2 separate regions of the Anas platyrhynchos genome follow, and region 2 is linked to region 1. A link is a contact called in public Hi-C data. All regions are on one chromosome and are shown on one strand. Each heading gives the region's core, a stretch centred on a gene start, on an enhancer-like site or on the middle of the called end of the contact. The rest is flanking DNA. Distances are from core to core; before and after follow the strand shown.

Region 1 (5,553 bases), core at 1,575-4,074:
TTTATGCCTTCATTATTTTCTGTGACAGTAGGACTGTACTGTAACAGGATTTTGTGGTACAGATATTGTTAAAAACTTGTATCTTCTAGATGTTAATTTATATATGATCATAATTTTTCTGAACTACACTTTTTTAATTGCATGTGTTTTTATAAGCACAGTAACAAGACTCTACAGTATGAATAGCAGTAGGAATCTATGTGTTAATTTATATGTAACTTGTTTGTTTGTTTCCCTGCAATGTTTTTAAATTAACTAGCTCTGAAGAGTATGGTATGTGCAATAGTCCGGAAAAGATACTTAATAAATATCTTTACAGAGCTTTTGAATTCCACTGGTGTGTGTGCGAATGTTGTACCATTAAAAGTCTTTTTTCAGCCCAAGCACCATATGGAAAAAAAAGAAGTCACACCAGACTGAAGCAAAATAAAATATTCAGGTTTTCAGTATGAAAAGATCTTTAAAGATAACGTTGGGGTTTACATGAAATGACATTTCATGCCACCACCCCAGAAAACATTTCATTTTCTAACAGTTTAAATCTTTTTAAACCCTTCAAAATATGTCAGATTTAACAAAGCATTTAACTAAACTGGTGAAGTAGTCCTCTGGAAATGCTGAAACAAGCATAGTGAAATAAAAACAGTATAGTAAATTTGGGGGGAAACATGGAGTTTTATGCAGTTTGTTCTTACAAAGTTTTCAGAGCATTTATATTATTGAAATTCTATAGGTATATTTTACAAATTTGATAGAATTTGTGAGGGATAAGGGGTATTCTTGTACCACATTTTATCTTCTTTAGTGAACTGATTTACCCAGAAATTCTTTTTAAATACAGAATAATGGCACTCTTGTGTTTTTTTTGTTTTGTTTTGTTTTTTCTCCATCAATGCCATCTATATGTAGAGTCCAAATATTGAAAATTTTAGTTCTTAAAGGAGGTTTTGAAGAAACCATGAGCACAATGGGTTACAATGAAAGCGCTTTTTGACTCTTAATGGGTGCAATTAGCATCTTTGTTAATACCCAATGTCTGTCATGCTAAGAACTGAAGGGGCGGGATATGAACTCGCTTTACTCACAGTGAGGTTAATGAAGTACTACAATTAAGTGCTTTTTTTTTTTTTTCCCTTTTAAATCTGTAGGATTACACAAGATTTAGTGACTGCATAAAGTGTAGGTAAGGTCTTTGGTAAGACGCTACAAAAATATTTAATTACATTAGTAATAGCTAGGATGTTTGAATAACAGATACTTCATAAGTATTGTTAAAATCACCACTGATTTCAGAGAAATTAGCTCAACATGTGTTATGGTTTCAGCTGGAATAGAGTTAATTGTCTTTATAGTGGCTGGTATGGTGCCTTGTTTTGGATTTAGGAGGAAAATAATGTTAATAACATAACAATGTTTTAGTTGCTGCAGAGCAGTGCTTACACTATATCAAGGACTCTTCTGCTTGTCATGCTGCTCTGCCAGCAAGGAGACTGGGGGTGCCCAAGAAGCTGACCCAAACTGCCTGAAGGGAGATTCCATATAATGTGACATCATGCTCAGCAATAAAAGCTGGGATAAAGGAGGAGGAGGTGGGGGATGTTTGGAGTGATGGTGTTTGTCTTCCCAAGAACCCATTACGCACAATGAGCCCTGCTTTCCGGGAAGTGACTGAGCATCTGCCCACCCATGGAAAGTAGCGAATTAATTCCTTATTTTGTTTTGCTTGCATACGTGGCTTTTGTTTAACTAGTAAACTCTCTTCCTCCAAGCCCATGAGTTCTCACACTTCTACTTTTCTGATTCTTTCCCTTATTGCACCTGGGAAGAGTGAGTGAGCGGCTATTTGGTGCTTGGCTGCCTAGCAGGGTTAAACCACAACATGTCTTGAGAAATATTTGCCATAAAACCCAGCAATCCAGGAGTTGTCTACAATGCATATAGAAAGGTAGGCTCTAAGTACCCTGGAATAACATGTTTTTTTCTCCATTGAAAAAAAGTATCTTGTTTATTTCAGACGTTTTCCTTGCTTTTCCTTCTCCATGTAGAACAAGTCTGTCCCTGCACACATGCTGAACTGAGTTTTTCTTCTCTCTCTCTCTCTCTCTCTTTTCTTTTTTTTTTTTTAACACAAGAACAACAGTTTTTCAAACGAGTCTTTAGTTGCTGATACTACATTCTGCAGGGGAAAGTTACGTTGTTTTTTTCGTTTGAAAGGAAGTCAGCAACGCTGATTGTGACATTCACTTCTTAATCTTTAGCTTTAAAGATCTTAAGAAAAGCTGTCGTGTTGTGCTTATGGAACATAGATACATCAAGCGGTTAGTATCTCAAAAGAGGATCTCTTCACCTTTAAAACTCTCACTTACATACGCCTACTACCTCCCTACCACCTTTGCGTGTCCATAAATAAGTGCACTGTTGGCCATCAGTGTCCATGGATGGATTCTAACACCACAACAGGTTTTTATTTGTGCAGGTCAGCAGAGGCCTGTAAATTTAATTTAATATTATTAGTTTTCTGAGGTCTTCAAATGTTCAATGAGTCTACAGCTGTTTGAGAGGTGAGTTGCAAAATATGGAGGGTCCTTTTTTGTGTAGATATTTTCCCTGGTCTCTGAGTTTCAAGGCTCACATACTGCTGTATTCTGCCTTCTCTTTGTTTTCAGTGCAGCTAAGAACTCACTAAGAGCCACATGATGTGAGGGAGGGGTGTCAGTTTGTTGGTGTTACGAAATATATCATGAAACATTTGTTCTACAGTTGCAATCACGTGCATGGTAAAAAAGCGGTACTTCATGCCATGAGCTCACTTGTGAGCGTGTCTGTTAGTTACTCATCACAGGTTACAGACATTAACCACAGCCCTCCAGATGGGCACCACACATCTGGGGCAGGTATGAATCAACATACCTTGGAAACTGCATCTGCCTTTAATTATGTGCTCCACAGCAAACATGAGCTAAAGGCTTTACATTTTGAAAGCCATATTGGACTTACTTATCTTTCTTGATGCTAACAAGGTCTTTAATTCCAGTCTGTGCATTTTTTGTTAGAGTAGCATCTTTGATGTTAATGTTATGGTATTTTGTGGTTTGTCTTTTTTTCCACGCACGGTTCACCACACAGAGACAGTGTAAAAGCACAAAAAACTGTATTAAAAGCCTGGCAGCTTAGAAATTCTCCCTAACTGGCCCTAAAAGGGCCTTGGAGTGTCTTTTTCTAAAAAATATTGTATGATTCCATGAAACAAGGTAAGAATTCAGTGTCTTATTGTGGTAAGCACAATGTAGAAGAGTTAACTTTAGGGGCATTTGAAGAGATGCTGTCTGAAATAGAAAGGGTAAAAAAAAAAAAATTGCTTAAGCAACCCTGTCTGTAAGCATGGAAAAGTAGATTTTACACTAGTAGATTTTACACCAGTAGATTTTGCAAGGCAGCAGTTTGTATGTATGAGAATGCCTCAGCTCTGTGGCCCCACTGTCTGAGAATATGAAACTAGAGATTCACAGTTCAGTTTGAGCTTTTTGAATATTAGCTTTCACATCAGAAGTGTTTGATATTTTATCAGATAGGACTCAGATGTCACACTGGTATTTTTTAATCAAAGCATACCAGAAGAGAAGGATATTGAAATGCAGTCTCCCTGTTTTGCTTCCCTATTGAACAGCCACCACTGCTGTGCTTCATGACTAATACAGTCAGTGTATCAGGATCAGTGAACAAGACTCAAACATACTGTGGAAGAGTTGGTTTTCTTTGCTTCAATAAAATATTCAGTTTGGACTGTGTTCATTTTTCGCTTGCACAAGTCTTTGTTAAATTAAATATACCAACTTGTTGTTTTGACTATAAGAAGTAGTGCCAAGTATCCAGCAGAGAAGAAACAAGGGTGTGCTTTTCTCTTCTGTAGGGGAGCCACCTGTATAAGATTTGGTAACTCACCTCTCGATTTGAAGGAGGAGATCTTTTTCTACTCACTGCTGCTGTAATAATAAAACAAAGTTCACACACACAACTTCTCCTAGAGTCTGGAAATATACAAATAAATGGGATACAGTCTGCCATAAGAATCATCGTCTTTCATTTAGGTGAACTTGTGCATAAAAGGGTTTGCAAAGCACTTCAGTGGGTGTTTGAGGTAGACAGAGGACAGCTGAGCATCTTTGTATGGACAAGAGGAATTCAGAGGTCCCCCTAGCCCCTCGGTATTGTTACTGGACATAAAACTTGTAAAGCAGAAATTACGCACTCTAGTAGTGAAAAGAGCATTTGCAGGAATACAAAATTCATTGCTCGATTTGTACAATAGATCTGAGGTGCCACCTGTGGTGCTTGGTATGTTCAGAAGCAGCTGGTGTAAATAGGAATATACCAAAGGCAACGTGAGCCAAGAGCAGAGGACAAACCTTGCAAAGGCAATGCTCTCATCAACCAGGCACAGTCCCACGGGGGCTGAAAACAGCAGGTAGAGCAGGGTGCTGATAACAGTGTCCTTCAATGGTCCCAGGCAAAGCAAGTGATGAGGCAGGTCCAGGATCCACTCAGGGAATCCAGTCAGGAGCAACAGGGACAGAGACATGGCTACAGACAAGACTATAATGTGGGTGTAGAGTTCATCCAGGAGGCAGGGAAAAAGAACTGGAGACAAATTAGAACATTCTTAGAAGGAGGGATCCAGGAGGCAAGATACCAACAACAAAGGTTCAAGATCCATCCAAGAAATGAGGCAGGAAAGCAAGACTGGAGACAGTACATCTATGACATTGCCCAGGCAGAGACTGACCCCAGGCCTGAGACTGAATAATCTTGGGCCCATGGGAAGGAGATCTGGGTGGGAGTCTCAGGAGAGGCTTTCAGGAAGCTTAGGGCCTATTAGTGCCTTCAGGGCCCTGTGAATACCCAAGTGGAGGTACATGATTTTCAAACAGGAGGAAAGCAGTTTTATTACACCTCCACATCCATTTTCCCCTATATGTGTGTTGTTTGTTCGTTGTTGTTGTTTTAATTTCCATGTTTACACATTACTTGCTCTCCTCATTATTGAACATGAGTCACTGGAAATATTTCAACAGTGGTGCAAATATTTGCACTCTGGTTACTCATTTCAAAGACACATGCTAGCTAGAAATCTAGAGTAATTGTTACTCTTATTATACTAAGTTATTTGTAACAATTGGAACAAGTTACTTTCGTGACTTCTTTGAAATCTAATCGTGACATTTTTTTCATTTTTTTTTTCCAAATATATTAATCTAAAAAAGATGGTAAGTCAGATCGCTCTTAGCATTTTTTCACTGTAGGTCCAGAAATAGTGTGGTGTCCCTGAAAATTGAGTGACCAAGCATCTTATTTACTGACTAGATCAACAGTCATTAATTTTACTTAACTTTAGCTTCAATATCTGATCACATCTCTCAGGCAGTACTTAGAGTTCCATGTCAAAGAGTTCGCAACATAAAGGGGCAAAATGTAGGAGGAAAGGCAGGCCACCATCTTCATTTCCTTGCTGCTGTTCCTCTGCAATCTTGTCTTATGGTCCAAATCTCTTCCTTA
Region 2 (5,653 bases), core at 2,030-4,529, 110 kb after region 1:
TGGGTTCATAGGTATGTGTCAGAAGCTGAGTACTGGGATGAGTCAGTTCAGAAGTGTCATCAGATAAATATAGCTCTAGGGTACAGCAGGGTTTAGTAGCTACCAAAACAGATGAGAGCATGGCACTCGCGTGGAGGGGAGTTCTTCTAACACTCCTACTCTCCCCTTACCCTTCTTCATTGCCAGCCTTCACATTTTCCCTTTAGCTCCTATCTGCCTGGATCACCAAGAGCTTACTTGGTTTACCTCAGGTACAATGGACTGGGTCATCGCTGCAGCAAAGGGTCAGATAGCACAGAAGAGTTAGTGGGGTTCCTATAGATGCCTGAAGTGTGGAGCAATAAACATCCAGGCACAGAGCCCAGCCTTCACCCCTCTTGGTGGCCATTTTGGCTTTGGCTACCCAGTGGTGGCAGAGAGAAGCAGTCAATGGTCAGGTGGCTGGATGCAATGTACTGCCTGATTGAGGCCAGGCAGAGGCTAGAAGCAGTGACAGTGCTGAGCACAAAGCCCTCTAGGACTGAATTACTACAGAATTGTTAATGTCTAAAGCAAACATATTCCTGAAGACATTCTCCTGAAGGAATGGGAAAGTCACAAAATATAGAGAGTTTACAAATGGGATGCCTAAACAAGAGCATCTAGAGTCACCTTATATAACCTAGGTGTCCCTTCTGGCCTCCAGCTGCCTCCCCAGAAGGGAGAAGGCCTCCTATAGATCCCTGTGTCTTCTGAAAGAGAAATATTTGAAACTACTTTCTCTAGATAACGCATGTTCTAAGTATTTTCTTGATGAAAGTATTGTGATGTAGGAAATTCATATGGAGAATTGCAGCCCCAGGGGAGCAACAACCTTAACAAAAATGCTTCTGATTGATGTTTTCTGAAGGAGAGCCATGGAGCCTCTGTCTAATGCTGGTCATTGAAGTCTCCCAACATCCTGTTCCACCAGCTCTCACCCTGAGCTTGCTGAAGAAACAGCCTTGCTACCCATTAATATTGCACTGGGAGATGGTCCTGTACCCCTGTGTAGAGATTCCCTCACCTTAGGAATGTGATGCCTTGGTGTTTGCCAGCCACTCTGAAACCATCCCTAAGAGCAGACAATAACTAAATTAGAAATGAGGAAGTGGAGCATTTACTACATGCAGATGCTGACAACACGTTTAATGTGTGCACAGGAACAGTCCTAGTCTCCAGTAAAGTAGTTGGACATCAGAGGGAGCAAGCCTCCGGGAGCAGCGTGGGAAGACCAGGTTTGCTGCTGCTTTCTATGAGGGAGGGTTTGGGAGCTGCTGCTGGAAGGATTGTATCCTGCTGCACTCTCTCCCCTGCTTTTCTCTTCCAGCTCTGCCCCTTTCCCTCCCCGTTCCCCTTCCAAAGTCAAGAAGTCCGGTTCATGCACAATATTTTAGGACAACAGCACAGGCTTTGCCGGCAGAGTTTAGAAGACTTGAATTGGTTCTTTGTACACAGAAAACGAAGAATTATGTTCATTCAGTTTACATATAAATGTAGATTAGCTCCAGAAGGTTTCTCTTTCAGTGCACTGTCAAGATACCCCCAAGCAGAATTTTTTCAAATGCAAACTTCGTAGCCCAACCCTATAAAGGTTCTCCCGTGACTCATACCTTAATCTGGTATTCAGCTTTAACACTCCTTCAGAGGACTACTGACCCCGAAATTTAACTGCAGAAAATACCGGGCAAGGCAAAGCCAACCTCCCTACCAGACAGTGAGAAGAACTTGGTAACAGCTGTCATGGCATTAAAAAATATACAAGTCACTACTATCACGTAGGATGTGTCTAGGTATGTCAGTGCATTACTGCTTTATACACCCTAACTTGTGTTTTATATATGCCTGATGCAAACTGATGGTTGTACTTTATACAAAACAGGAGCAGGAATCACATGTGCAGTTTATACTGGTTCGTTGCAGAGATTGTAACAAGAACAAGTAATTTTTTATTAATAACGGTGTGTCAGTGAATGCCTTCAGCTCTGCCTTAGAGAAATGCCATGACAAAGAATTTCCTTGTCATTCAATGAACCTTTCAGTTGTCCTATTTACAGTATTTTATTAGATTTCTCAGCTCTACAAGAAAATATGAGCAACCTGATCGAACACTGAAGTTAGCCACACTCTAAGCAGGGAGCTGGACTAGGTGACCTTCTTCCCAAATAATTTTTTTGTGATTTTAAAATGGTGACAGTTGTGAAATGGAGAGGAAAAGGAACAACAGTACATTTCAAGGAGAAATTAATACAAATTGGGACTTACCAAAGTGTCTTGTTGAAGTGTCTTCAGTGAACATACATTCCTCTGGGGTATCAGGCAGAAGCCATTAAATTAAGTTCAGCTTCCCACAATGTGTGTAAGGTAGATTTAATCTAAACCCTTGTAGGGTCATGACATAAGAGATCTTTCACTCTCAGCAGAGGCAGGACTAGAGCAGGAGTCTTTATGGTAGCTGGTGACTCAGCTTAAGGATGCTCTTTCTTCTAAGTGTTACATATAGCTTGTGATTAAATGGCTTTCCCCTGAGAAAACCTGGAATTAATGCTTCTATTTTCATTGAAAAACTTTCTATGAAAAGTTTTACCTGCCAAAAAAGTTGCAATTTTGAAAAACTTTGAAGTAATTTTCACTTGTCAGAAGACATTTTCTGTGAAAAATTTCAACCTGCTTTCAATCTGAACTGCACATTTTATTATTTAGATTTAGATTTTTAATGTATTGTAATGACATTAATTATATTAATTCTATATTTTCTATATTATATAATCATAATTGTGTTATGTTCATTACAGTTTATATAATTATATGTCATAGCTTTAGCAGATTGTAGCATATAAGTATGTATGGAATACTACAGGTGATAATTAGAGGGCATTTATGAGGGGGAGGAGGGGGGGAACAAACTGGTTTGGGGATGGAGCGTAATAAATCTCCTAAAGATGTGATGTGGTGAGCATGGCTGCAAAGTCAGGGTAAAACATCTGTGTCCCAGGGTTCCCTCCAGATTTATACTCTCACGTTTCACCCCTCTTGCTGTGACAAAAGCCAGTCACGTCCCATAATGCCCAGGTGCTCATCTATTGCAGAGTGACATTGTAACTACAATGCCCAGCCTTTCATTCAGCTCACACAATGCATGCCTATGCAGTATTCTGCTGCACAAGGCTTTGCTTTGTGCAAAATGCACAGCCTGGGCTTTGACCACTGCACTTGTTCAACGTCCTGGGATTATTTTTCTTTGCCATATTCAATTTGCTAATCCAAGTGCTGACCAAACATTACTGTGGACAAATGGGCTCCCAGTTGCTTCCACTGGGTATATCTGTACGTCAGCTGGCCGTACTCTTCACTTTCTCTATGAGCTGTTTTTTAGTTGCTGGACCATACTTATTAGTAACTGATAAGGGAAACCTGAGTTTCAGCAGTTTGTGGGAGATCCTACCTATAAATTGGCCATTGTGCTTGCAACATTTATTTAGGAAATCTTAATCGCGGGATTAAATTGTGAAAACAAAGATTTGTTGTACAGAAACATTGACGTTCTTGTGCATCCAAATAACCTAAGGAGAAAGACACAAGTCATAAGAAAAAAAAAAAAAAAGCTCTCCAAGAAACTATGCAATGCAGCCTTTCTAATCCAACTGTAAACAATGTGTGGCACCAGGACACAGTAAAGTCTCTGAATAGCAATGAGAACCCGCAAGCCGTTTCTAAATTGCAGGTTTAACCTTCATTATTCCCCATCTTTTACTGCCATCTACTGGCTATGACTGAATATACTCATCGTTGTCTCAGATAAACATGTTTTCTCCTTCACTCTGTTTATTTAAGAGCTACAAGTTTTGGTTAAAATCTTTTTTCTACTGGCCTTGGAAAGTTTGTCTTCCTTTCCTGCTTAAATCACTTTGATTCACTGTTAGCTTTTCAGCACAGCTATTGAGTTACTCGTGGAGAAAAAAAAAAGAAAAAAAAAAAGAAAAAAAAAAAGAGTAATTTTGGCAACTAGAAATTACTGTGAAATGTTTCTTTATTTTCAAAATATGAACAAAACCTTTTAAATTACACAAAAATAACAAAACCAATACAGTTTTCCAGAATCTCAAAGTTCTTGGTGTTTATTCCAAATACTCTTGCTAAGAGCCCTTTCCTTCAACACACTGGCAAGACTCTTCCCTCCCCTTTGACCTCCTCTCCACGTGCCCTGTCACCAAGCTCCCAACACAAAGATCCAGTTGGAGACAGTAAAGAGTTGCATGGTTTTGGAGTTCACATCCAGGGACTGGGCCAGGAAGAACAGGCTGTCTGGGAAGCTTTAGTTTTAGGTAATGAAAAGTGCTAAGAGAGTAGACAAAAAAGCCACTTCTCTGTTAGGACTCACTGGTGCAGCAGGAGTAAAATGTCAGAGAACTGGGAAATAATTCAGGTAGCAGAAAAAAATATATATAACAAAAGCAGTAAAAAATCCAGCTTAAAAGGGGACAGGAGGTAAAGGAAATGTAGCAACCTTTCTGCATGTGGTGTGAGTTCAGCAATTCCAAAGGAGTGCTATATGGAGTAGGGGAATAGGATCAGCTTTAACAGGACCTGACTTTTTATTATCTCAGACAATACTGAATGTTATGTTTTCAGAGGAAAGTAAATTCCATCACCACCTCAAATCTTTATTCAGTGGTGGGGTAGAGTAAAGCAGAACATCCCTCATATTCATGAGGATGGCTGGCATTCGCACACAAACACACGCCCATACACAATTTTATAATCACAAAACATCAGAGAGAGAGGCTAGGACAGGAGAAGTGAATTGCTTCTGTCAGCAGGGTTCCTAGTGTGACCCGTATCACTTCGTGGAATACATTTCTCCCGAAAAACAGTGTACCAATAAGGAAACCGCAAAGAGGATTTTTGGAATGAATTAACTTGCGGGAGTGTGGCCATGGGGGTCGACAAGCCCCATGTTTGGTGATAACATCGGACTCTTAACGATGAGGCCATCAGGAATGTAAAGAGTTTAGAGGGAACAAAGAAGGGTGATTCAGGAGACGCCTTGCTGTCTTGGGTTCCTTGTTCTCCAGCCGTAAAGGCGTGGAAGTTGCCGGGTGTTTGCTGTTGCCGGGCAAAGTTGTTGACCAATGAATAGTGGAAAAGTACTGCTGTGGGGTAAATGGTACAAGAAGGGAGCCTGTCCTCGATAAGGAGACGAAGTTATGCCCTCAATAAGAGAGAGTTGAAGTTATGTCATTAGTAGCAGTTACTGATCCTAAAAGAACCCTGGTGTCCGTGTCATCATTACACCACATTAACTGAGATGTAATGCTTGTGTAATGGCAACCTTGGGCTGTATCTGAAGAGAAATTATGATTAAAGAAGACAAGATATATTTTTTTTAATTTTAAGGCAAGCTTTTTATTGTTACAAAAAATAAATACACAAAATGTCCCAAAGTTCAATTTAAAACAGGCCTTTATCAAAGGTGCTGAAATCCACCTTGAGAATGTATCTCAAAAGCATCACAGGTTTTGTGGCCTAATCAGCAACCAGGATCAGCAAAATGGCTTCAAGGACCTTCAGGCTCCCTCAGGTGAAGGAAAGCAACTTGCTCTTTGAACATCAACATCCTGCTGCACACCAGACA

Evidence for each region. A called contact is a pair of places that touch in the nucleus more often than the background predicts.
Region 2: a contact with region 1 is called in a Hi-C map of subcutaneous adipose tissue, with 3 times the contacts expected there. The contact joins two enhancer-like sites. A contact is called at or near these places in 2 of 8 Hi-C or Micro-C datasets (liver and subcutaneous adipose tissue).

What each region holds. Positions count from the first base shown.
Region 1 is chr1:79,543,232-79,548,784 of IASCAAS_PekinDuck_T2T, forward strand. LOC101804866 (killer cell lectin-like receptor subfamily F member 1) reads right to left here. Exons shown (of 6, transcript XM_021267629.4): 6 at 3,135-5,553. It overlaps LOC101794236 (C-type lectin domain family 2 member B), which reads left to right. Exons shown (of 5, transcript XM_072042730.1): 5 at 1-334. Among named protein-coding and RNA genes, the nearest start is that of DYRK4, 120 kb to the left of the region's middle. Within about 2 kb of position 2,825, at least 4 of the 8 cell types and tissues checked have an H3K27ac peak or open chromatin away from gene starts, as enhancers often do.
Region 2 is chr1:79,648,067-79,653,719 of IASCAAS_PekinDuck_T2T, forward strand. No RefSeq gene overlaps it. Among named protein-coding and RNA genes, the nearest start is that of YBX3, 15 kb to the right of the region's middle. Within about 2 kb of position 3,280, at least 1 of the 8 cell types and tissues checked has an H3K27ac peak or open chromatin away from gene starts, as enhancers often do.